Linked DNA regions of Anas platyrhynchos: region 2 is linked to region 1. Evidence: chromatin contacts called from public Hi-C data. All regions are on one chromosome and are shown on one strand. Each heading gives the region's core, a stretch centred on a gene start, on an enhancer-like site or on the middle of the called end of the contact. The rest is flanking DNA. Distances are from core to core; before and after follow the strand shown.

What was found. Hi-C and Micro-C count contacts between places; a contact is called where the count stands out from the background.
Region 2: a Hi-C map of skeletal muscle shows a contact between it and region 1, with 6 times the contacts expected there. The contact joins two enhancer-like sites. A contact is called at or near these places in 3 of 8 Hi-C or Micro-C datasets (skeletal muscle and subcutaneous adipose tissue).

The regions. Positions count from the first base shown.
Region 1 is chr15:8,519,413-8,524,300 of IASCAAS_PekinDuck_T2T, forward strand. SRL (sarcalumenin) reads left to right here. Exons shown (of 6, transcript XM_072023675.1): 4 at 4,459-4,575. Among named protein-coding and RNA genes, the nearest start is that of SRL, 15 kb to the left of the region's middle. Within about 2 kb of position 2,344, at least 2 of the 8 cell types and tissues checked have an H3K27ac peak or open chromatin away from gene starts, as enhancers often do.
Region 2 is chr15:8,604,331-8,609,450 of IASCAAS_PekinDuck_T2T, forward strand. It overlaps ADCY9 (adenylate cyclase 9), which reads left to right. Exons shown (of 9, transcript XM_038186691.2): 6 at 3,817-3,976. Among named protein-coding and RNA genes, the nearest start is that of CREBBP, 44 kb to the right of the region's middle. Within about 2 kb of position 2,166, at least 1 of the 8 cell types and tissues checked has an H3K27ac peak or open chromatin away from gene starts, as enhancers often do.

The DNA.
Region 1 (4,888 bases), core at 1,094-3,593:
GGAGATGCCCCAAACCTCCCCCCGTGGTGAGTCCCCACAGCCGGAGAGGCTGGAGGGCGCAGAGCTGGCTGGGGGGGGAGCGGGACAGCTGGGCGAGCAGCGGGGCAGCAGTGTCATGGAATATGCATGACCTTTGAAGGTGTAAGCCAATATAGAGGGGTGCCACGGCAGGCACCCTCGCCCCTCCATTACGCGGCAGCCCTCCCTCCATTTTGTCCACCTTCCCCGGGCTCTTTTTTGGCCTCCGCTTTGGAGCCGTGGCTGCACCAGCCCCAGCGTGGGTCCGAGCCGAGTGGGGCCTCCCCACCACGCACAGCGGTGCCCTGGGGAGCTGCGACCGGCGCCGTGAGCCTGGCTGAGGCTCGGAATTGCAGCCCCGAGTTCACCCAGCTCCCTGCTCACAGCATGGCCAAGCCCGACAGGGGACGTCTCCATCCCATGCTCAGCATGGGATGGGTCCCCCGTGCACTTGGGTCCCTCGCTCGGGGAGCCTCGCAGCCTGGCGATGGGAAGCTTGCTGCCAGGCCATGGTGCATGCTGCTGATGCTAATTACTGTGTATGTGCCAATTAGCCTGCCTGCTTAGGGGATGGCCTGATGATTGCCTTCACCAGGCAGTCCAGGGAGGCACGCAGATAACCGTGGGGTGGTCAGGGCACGTGTCTGGGTTGCTTGCTGTCCTCGTGTGGCTCCGTTTGCTTGGTGATGCTGCCAGGGAAGGCAGGGACAGGAGGATTGGGGCGCAGGGCATCCCCGGCAAGGCAGCTCTGCCTGGGTTTGGATTCTCATGCTGGTAGCTGCGGGTCTCGTTGCTGACAGACTGTAACTCCTTCTTTCCTGCTGGAAACGTGGCCGTCCTCTGGCTTTGTCCTGCCTCCGAGAAGGCCAGGGCCGGTGTTCAGCTCCCTCTTCGGCCCGGGCCAGACCCAGGCAGCCGCATCCCTTCTTCGACTCACGGTACCTTTTCTCTCTCCCCGTGTCCCCTGCTAACAGCTTACCCCGGACGCACCCTGGGCTCCTCCGCCACAGGTTGGTATTGCTGCCTGCCCCCTGCATGCTGCCGACGCTGCCTGAGCTCCTCACTGGCCTCTGGCTTTCCTCTTCACCCACCCCAGCAGAGCCACGGCTCGGCTGCTCCCGCGCCCCACGGCACCCAGCAGCACAGCGCTGCCCCGGCACTGCCTGCCCCGCAGCCGTCCTCGCCTCTGCCAGGCTTCCAAACCTTTTTCCCTCGTGGGTTCAGTCTCAGGAGGGTGCGAGGTCCTCTAGTGATGGCTCAAGGGCTTTTCGTGGTGGGCCCACAGGTCCGTCTCCCACCCACGGGAGCGGAGCAGAGCCCACACTGCGGGGGTGATCTCTTTTCACCCTTTTACGTGCAGAAACTTCCCCAAATGCCTCCCCTTGATCCCCCCCGGCTGCAGTTTAAGCCGATGACCCAGCAGCAGCTGTCCTACTAACACAGCCTGGCCCCTGCGCGGCGGCCTCAGCCCTCTCGGGAGCTGGAGCTGGCTCCTGTCCCGTGTCATGCCCTGGGGGAGCTGCCAGGGCCCCTGGGAGCACCAGCCTGGAGAAGCAGGGGCTGGGAGGGAGGCCAAGAAGCACTGGTGATCCCACTGCCCTTCCCCTGGGTCCCTGCTGTGGCACAAGGCACACAAAGGACGGGGAATCCCATCTTTTCGTGTCCTACGCCACGGCCCCTGCCAAAGTGGGCTCCTCCGTACCCGGCCCCGAAGTGGCAGAGCCCCAGTGGTGCCCGAGGGCCTCTGGCTCCCTGTCATGCCAGCGTGCAGGCAGTGGAGAGCGTTGCAGATATATTTAGCGTGTCAGATAGCTGTGTTATCTGCGTCTCTGGCTGCACAGCCACACGGGTGTGCGTGCTTGCTGCTTGCGTGGGTGTGCGCACACGGGGCGAGCGCACGGAGCACCACACAGGGCGAGCATCCACGTGCAGCTTTCCCCCCGGCTGCGGGCACACGCGTCCTGCAGACAGACAGGGGGCTTCGCAGGGGGCTGGCCTGGTGTTTGAACCCCCCTGGTTTGAGGGCAGAGTGGGATGTTTGGGCCAGTCCGAGCCAGGAGAGGAGGGAGGCTCTGTCCACGTCCTCTGCCTTGCTGCGTGTCCTCGGGATGGATCTGCACCGCGGGGTCGCCCTCACCCCACAGGGCTGAGCCAGCACCCGGCACTTCTGCAGGGTTTGAGGAAGGAGAAGACCCAACCCAGAGCTCGTCCTGGCCCCAGAGCAGTGGGGCTCCCACCTGAGGGCAGCCTGGCTTTGGGAGCAACATGGAAAAACCACCCACAAAGCCACTACTGTAGGAAAAAATCCCTCCATGAGCGAGAGAAGCAGTTCTGTGTCCTCCCCTGCAGGCAGCAACCCTTCCAGGAGCAACAATGCTCCAGGGCATGGACTAAGGCAGAGCGAGACAGGACGAGAAGAGCACAGCCTCTGCGGGGGAGATGTGGCCTGCCTGCCCTGACTGCCAGGTGCTTTGCAGCGTCTCGGCATGCTCTGTGCTCCAGGAACCCTTAGAGAAGCAGCTGCTGTGATTTAAGCAGAGCCACAAACGAAATGCAAAGAGCTGCAGGGTCTGAGGGTCCCCCCACTCACATGCAGGGCGAGATCATGCACCGACCGGTGTGAGGCCACCCTGCAGACACCAGCAGGACGAGCTGGGATGCACTGGGACGAGCTGGGATGAGCACCAAGCGTGGCGTGAGCCAGGCTGGGCTGGGAGCGAGCAGCCACAGGGTGGCTGGAGAGAGCCGTGGTGGCGGAGCCGCCGTCATCCCGTGCTGGTGCTGGCAGGGACGGAGCCTCTTTTCCCCTGGCAGCAGCACCAAGGTGACGCAAACCCGTGCTGGAGGGACGCAGCGGGGGGCACCCAGCAGGGCAGAAGGCCTGGCCAGGCACCCAGCGGGGTGGGAGCACGCTCTGCTTCCCCAGCCCCACGCCGTGGGCAGCGGCAAGGAGGGCTCACGTCCTCCAGGGCCCAGGAGCTTTCCAAAGCAAGGGAGGGGATGGTTTTGGAGAGCTGCTGGTGACCTGCAGAGGGGCTGCCCATCTCGGCACGGCCACGTGCGGCCCCGGTGTGCAGGGAGGGTGCTGAGCCACGCACCTCGCACCCCGAGGAGCCCCCCCGGCACGTGCAGCGGAGCCGGGGCTCGCTGGCTCCTGCCCTCACCCAGCCACACCTGGCCGGGAACCTGTTATGAAAGAGCACGCGGGGACCCGCCTTCAAACCTCTGGCACAACATCACAGGGGATAATAACAATAATCATCCGAAACCCAATTAAAGCCGGCGAGCGAACAGAGCGGCAGCGATACAGTGGTACGGAGGAATGATTAGTAATGAAAGCCCGAGGTTTCGACACTTGTTTTTGTCCCGCATGGGAACAGAAAGGCAGATCCCAAATATTTTGGGGAGATGGGAGTGGGAAGGCTGCGTCTTCCCTGGCGGAGGAGACGGAGGGGGTTTGGTCTGACTGCCCCCGGGTGACGGCCACCCCACTGCCAGACCCTGCCTGCCTGGTGCTGCCTCACACCTCGGGGGCAGGAGCAGGGCTCGGGGCAGCCCCGCTGTGGGTGCCCTGTCCTGTCAGCGGGGGAAGGCTGCAGAGCAGGGGGTGGGGATGAGCTCCCCACAAACGGGAGCTCACTCATGCAGTTTTTACTTCCATTTCTGGTCTTATTTGGCCTTGAGCTGACTAGCATGCTCCCACCTGCCCAGGGCACTGTCTGGGGACCAGTATAGCCCAGGGGTTCCCATGCCCAGTGCCATTTGGGCAGTGGGTTGGTGGTGCTGGTCGGCCCCAGCACCTCCTGGAGCTGCTCCTGGGCAGGGGACAGGTCGTTACGTGCCCCATGCCAGCCCTTGTGTGCGCTCCGTGAGCCTCTCAGCAAAGTGTGGGGCTTCCAGAGCATGAGCTGGGGACTGTGGTTAATTCTCCTCCTGCCTTTCCCCGAGCCCAAAGCAGGGCTGTTGGCTGAGCTTGCCCTCCCTGTGCCGGTCTGGAGCCCTGCAGCCTTCGAACACCCCAGCTCCTTTTGCACGAGGCGTTTACCCTCCTGCAGCATGGCCACGTCCCCTGCATGCCCAGTGCTTTGTGGCTCCTGTCCTCCAACAGCCCCCTGCAAACAGCCCTGAGCTCACCCTGGCTGAACTCGAACCGAGCCGAGACCCGACCTAAAAGACCTTCAACTTGTCCTGTAGTCTAAGAAGGGCCAAAGCTCAGAGCAGGGCAGACAGGGTTCGATCTCGCCGCGGTGCCAGCACGGGGCCCTGCCGGGCGATGCTGTGGCTCAGCGGTGCCGGGAGAGCAGCCCCGAGGGCGGCCGTCTCCCCGAGGCTCTGCGGCCGTGCCGCTCAGCTGGGATGTTCATTACGGCAGGGAGTTAAATGCGCAGCGGCCACGGCTATTGTTTCTTCACTTCCTCTTGTTATTTCCCCTCTCCGCAGATGGGGAGATCACTTCCAAGCCGATGGTGCTATTCCTGGGACCGTGGAGCGTCGGTAAATCCTCCATGATAAACTACCTCCTAGGGCTGGACGACACTCCCTACCAGCTCTACACAGGTACCTCGCTCACCGCGGCCCCGTGGGCTTCTTCCCCTGCCACATCCCCATCCCTCAGCGCAGTGCTCGCCACCCCCAGCCCCCTGGGTGCAGCACAGCAGGGAGCCTGCATGGCTGCGAGAGCAGCAGCCCCGTAGCGAGGGCATCTTGATGTCTTCTCCCCATCCTGCCCCAATTTATTCATCCTCCCAGGAATAAAGCCGTTCCCAATCCTCCTCTCTGCTCCCACTGATGTTGTCTTGGAGCCTGGGAGGTGCTCCCCGTCTAGGCCTGGGCCAGCCCCCGCAATGGCCGGTGCCCAGCACAGATTTCA
Region 2 (5,120 bases), core at 916-3,415, 85 kb after region 1:
AGCGAGGACTGCTCACTCTGACCGCTCATTATGCACAGAAAAGTGCAGAGCTTCCTGTGCAGAAATGTCATCACAAGTGACAATCACAGAATACCACAGAGATATCTTGAAGGGAGGGGATTGGGCTACAATGCTGGGCACAATCCTAGAATTTCAGGAGAGGGATTATTTTGGGACCAAAAAATTCTTGCCTAAGTTTCTTATTGTATTTTCATTATCATGATGCGAAGCACCCTGTGTTTAAATCAGTCTGACTTTTAATTGAATCCAGTGCTCAGACTAGGAAGTACTCGCTGCAGCTCTTGTGGCTAAGGGCTCGAGTCCAGCTGCGGTAGTGGGAGAGGAAAGCACTCGCTGCCTGCACAATGAGAAACGAGGTAAAACTGAAGTTGTTAGAGCAGAAGTCCTTATGGAGCAAGGCTTGCAGGAGAAGGATGTTTTGATTTCTCTGAAGTGTCTGATAATAAATTATTGGAGTATCTATAGATGAGGATCCCACTGTTATCACAAGTGCCACTCTAGAATTAATTGTTTAAAGCTGCATGCAAAAAGTGGTGCTTAATTTGTCAGCATGTGGAGTATGTCATCTCCAGTTCTGTAAATGTAGTGCAAAGAATGTCCTTCTGCCCACTTGAAATATGACTACTTTGACTTTCATGAGTTCAGTTGGAGTGTAAGAGGTCTTAAAGTTCTGGTATTTTATAAAAAAATATCTTGGGAAATGTCACTGAGCATACGACAGTGTGTGAAGTTTCACTTGGGATTCTTAGGGGTGCTTCTGCAGGAATACAGGTAAAAGAGATCTGCCCACTATTTTAGGTGTGAATACAAGTTTTTTTGTTGACTAGAAGCTTTTTGCATCCAGTTCTTGTTCTCAATTAAAACTTGTTATAAATAAGATGTTTAAAACATGCATTGCTTTCAATAACACCCTTCAGTGAAGATCTCTCAGTGAGGAGATGAATCCAGTGTAGTGGATATTTCAATCCTGTTCTAAAGAGTGAGAGGTGGGAGCACCTGGTAAGTTGATTCATCACTTTAGAAGTACCTTAATAGAGAGGAAAAAAATCTTCCGGGTGAAGAAAAAAAGCAAACAGAGTCAAAGCAGTAGAATGGAAACCTGCTGTACTCTGATGAAATAAAACTGCACTTTGCCCACTACTTTACCTTCTCAGGGCTTGCCAAAGTGATATCCAAAGTCTGTCTGCTGTTGAAACCTGGTAGCCGACCGATTGGATCTTCTTAAATTCCTCATAGCCAAGAACAAAAATTGCTTGGTGCAACTAGAGCTTAATGAACTGGTTTTGTTAACAACCTGACTTACATAGAGTATTGATGCAAGGGCAAACTGCATTCTGTTTTGCCTTTATTTATTTCTAACATCTGTGACTTTGGTATTTAATATCCCACCAATTCACTGCTGTGCCAAAAGCTTTTGATTTGAAATATGGGAATTGATTTTAAACTGCCAGTAAATACAGAAATGACGGTAATGTTCTCCATTAGCCATTAATCATTTATGCCAAAGTTACTAATTTGAACTGCAGCTTGTGTAAACATCTTAGATGCTTCAGCATTTAAGCCCTGTTGAGCTACCCAGTGACACTGCATTATTTACCGGTAGTGCCCTGTGGCCATTAAATGTCTGCAGCTCTCCTGCTGCCGGGATTTAATGCAGCGCTCGCTTCCTCTGATGGGAGAGCTGTGCTGCGTTCACAGGCTTCATCTGTTTTGTGAAAGATGGGGTTTCGCTTGTTTTAATTCCAGAGCACAGAGCATTGCAATTGATTCTGGACTGAAAAAAAAAAAAATAAAAATCAATGCAAGAAGGTAAACATTACCACTGAGAAATGTGGAGTTGTCCTGGAATTTGTGCTTGCTTTTTCAAACATGCAGCTGCCTAAATAAAGAAGTGTCCTCATCCCAGGATTAACAGATCAGGTTTGCTGATGGATTTGTTGCTATAGTTCCCACAAGAATTTATCCTGGCATGAGGCTTGGCAAAAACCAAGCTTTTCTGCTCCGTGCAGTGCCCGCGTGGGTTGGGGTGCGAGACACCAGTGGTGCTGGGTGCCTGTCCCCAGGGCTGGGATCTGCACCCACAGCGGGGTCCAGGCGTTGGCGTGGGCAGGGGGTGCCCAGCTCCACATGGGAGTGATGGGTGCTGCCCACGGTGCTCTGCCAGAGCCAGAGCTGTTTCCTTCTCACCGTTTAGCCATGTAAATGCTGATCCCAGTTCGTATGATTTAGCAGGATCGACTTTATTTTTAGAGGCATGAACTTGGGTGGCATTTTCAGAAGGACTCGATACTGGAGCAGCTTGGCTGCCGCTGGAGCCGGGACACATTCTGCCATGGATGGCAGAGGCTGTCAGGACGGTATATAACACTTTAGAAAAAATAGTAATTACTCTACAGGGCTTTCGAATTTATTTTGCTTTCTATGCAGTTGCATTTCCGTGCTTTGTTGCAAATTCTCTTTTATGATGTAATATAGCTGTGCTTTTTGGCTTACATGGGACTCCATTCACTAGGCACTGAGAAATCTGTGAGCACCCTCTCGTGGGGTGCTGCTGTATTACAGCGTTTTCCATCCTATTGCCCTAATTTTCTCTTTTTTTTTTTCTTTGCACTTAAGTATAATTCCAATATTTTAATGTATTAAATGAGAAAATAAGTCTATTGAATAATGCTAGGGGTTGCAAAATTCATGAAGCCTAGAGCTGAGAATTAAAGTAACGCTCATGAGCAAGTCATATTTAAAAGGCGTGCAATTAGTGTCCAAGTCACGCAGAAAACTTTACCCATTTTTTATCAGGTTTTTATCCAACATTATACCTTGTATTTTAGTCAAAAGCATTAGAGAAAAATCCTCTGTGTTTATTTATTTATTTATTTTTGTTTTAAAAAAAAATCCAGGTAGTATGCAATAGTTTGTGACTTTGGAATATGTGAATTCCACATTTAGCATATATTGTATTTAAACATTCTTGTCAGCTGTGAGCATCTCTGTCCAAAAACCATTTGGGCTCCCTGGTCATCCACTGTGGCACCAGCAGAATTACCCGTGCCACAAACTCACAGGGCGCTGCTCACGCCTGCCCCGTGGTCTCACAGCAGGCTCTGTGGTTCTGCCATTTCTCTTTAAAGTAAGTTCATCTCACAAAAGCAGGAATGCTTTGGTAAAGCAATAAAAGCCCAGACCTGCTCTGGTAAATACACACATCCACAATGGAGAGCCTTTGAATGAAGGCAACTATTGCATTGCCTTTTTATGCCTCCATAAAAATAATTAAAACCTTGAAAAGCGGTTGCAGTTTTTGGAGAGTGATGAATGTTTCTGAGCTTTGAGAAGCAAATGTTGCTGATAATCTATTTCTGTAGATAAAAAACAGTTTGTTAAGCAAGCTTTCACCTTTGCTCACTCGTTTTAATGATGAGAAGCGCTCAGGTGTAAGAAGAGTCTCCACTGAGCTGCCCTCGGGAGCTCTCCCCACCTCTTTAAGGCTAAGTATTTATGACTGTAAGTCTCTCATACGCTTACCTTCCAAGTGAAAAGTGTTTTCCAGTTTGTTTCTCAAACCCCTGCATCCCCCCTCCCTCCCATCCCACCTCGTGCTGTAGCAAATGAGCCATCATCTTTCAGCACGCCTGGATCATTCCTTGAACTTACCAGCAGGTGGTATGGCACGTGGCAAGCTGCGACTGGTGCTGCAGTCCCAGTGAAGAATTTTAAGTTATTTTATTACAGGTAATTAAGCTGTATGGAGTGATGTGCTGAAATTAACCCATAGGTCTGTGGTTCCGTTTGTTCCAGGATGGCATTCTTCCTGGAGGAGGTGATGACTTGCACGAAGCGTCTCCTGGAGGTGATATCTGGCTGGCTGCCTCGACATTTTTTCGGTGCAATCCTAGTTTCTCTCCCAGCTCTTGCAGTTTTTTCGCACTTCACCTCTGATTTTGAAACAAATATACATGTAAGTTGTAGAACTCCGTTTCATAGTCTGACGTTTTGGATCTAACTTAGCTTGTTGCTTGCCTGCCTTCTTCCTTCACATCCCTCATGCTTTACAGATGTTTGATACAGATCCGTTAGAGAAAAACAGGGCTTTTGTGTATGATGGAATACATAGTTTGTTACATAAATACAGTGACTTGCTGGAAAACTGTCATAGAGAAGAGGAGAGAGATAGTTATAAATACCTGTGTGCATACATACTTTTTTTTTTTTCCCTTAGAACAAATACTTCTGCTGGTATTTACTCTGACTAATGCAAGTAGAGTATCTTATTTTGTTTTTTAATTTGGAGTTTGTAGTCTGAAATGTTTTGTGAACCTAAGAAGTTTGCATGCATATTAGTAAATCTAAGAGCAAGACCAGTATTAGCAGTGGGTTGCTTGTTTTTTTTCTCTGCCAGGCTAGATGGAAAAACTGAAAGGAAAGAGTTGTTGGGACATAAAAATGATTACCCTGAGGGGCTGCAGGGATGGGTAAAGAACACAGGATGTGCCTTCTCAAAAGGAACTGAAAGAAACTGGCTTTTTTGGCCCAGCCAGAGACAGGTTCACAGAAGATTTGGTGCCTTCTTTAATAAAAACATTCAGAAGCAGGGAGCAAGGAGCAAAATATGGAGGAAAGAAAATAACTGTTTAATTTAAAGGTGATGCATCGCATAAAATCAGTGCTTATAATTTTTATGAATAAAACAGATGAGAAACAGATGAAAGCTTGTTTCTCTTAGGTAGCACAGTGTATGAGCCTTCCTTTCCAGGATCTTCAGGGAATTCATTTACAAATCGCTTGCTATTGCAGGGCCCTGCTTATAGGTAACAACCAGATCCTCTTCCTTCTTCCTACCATGAATTACAGATGCAGTTTGGTACTGTGTGTCGGGAAGTGTTTGTTCTGTGGGAACATATGGACCAGGCATTTTGATTTAAATCTATTCCGTGGTTTTCATAGTCACAAAGGACTGGATTTGAGGATCTCACAACCCATGTTTAAAATCTTTCTGTAGCTTTTACCTTTGTGAATATAACCAAAGTTAACTATTTTAAAGCTGTACAATTTTTTTAGTTCAATGATGCCCTTCTTCCCTCATGACCACTAGCAAACTAATT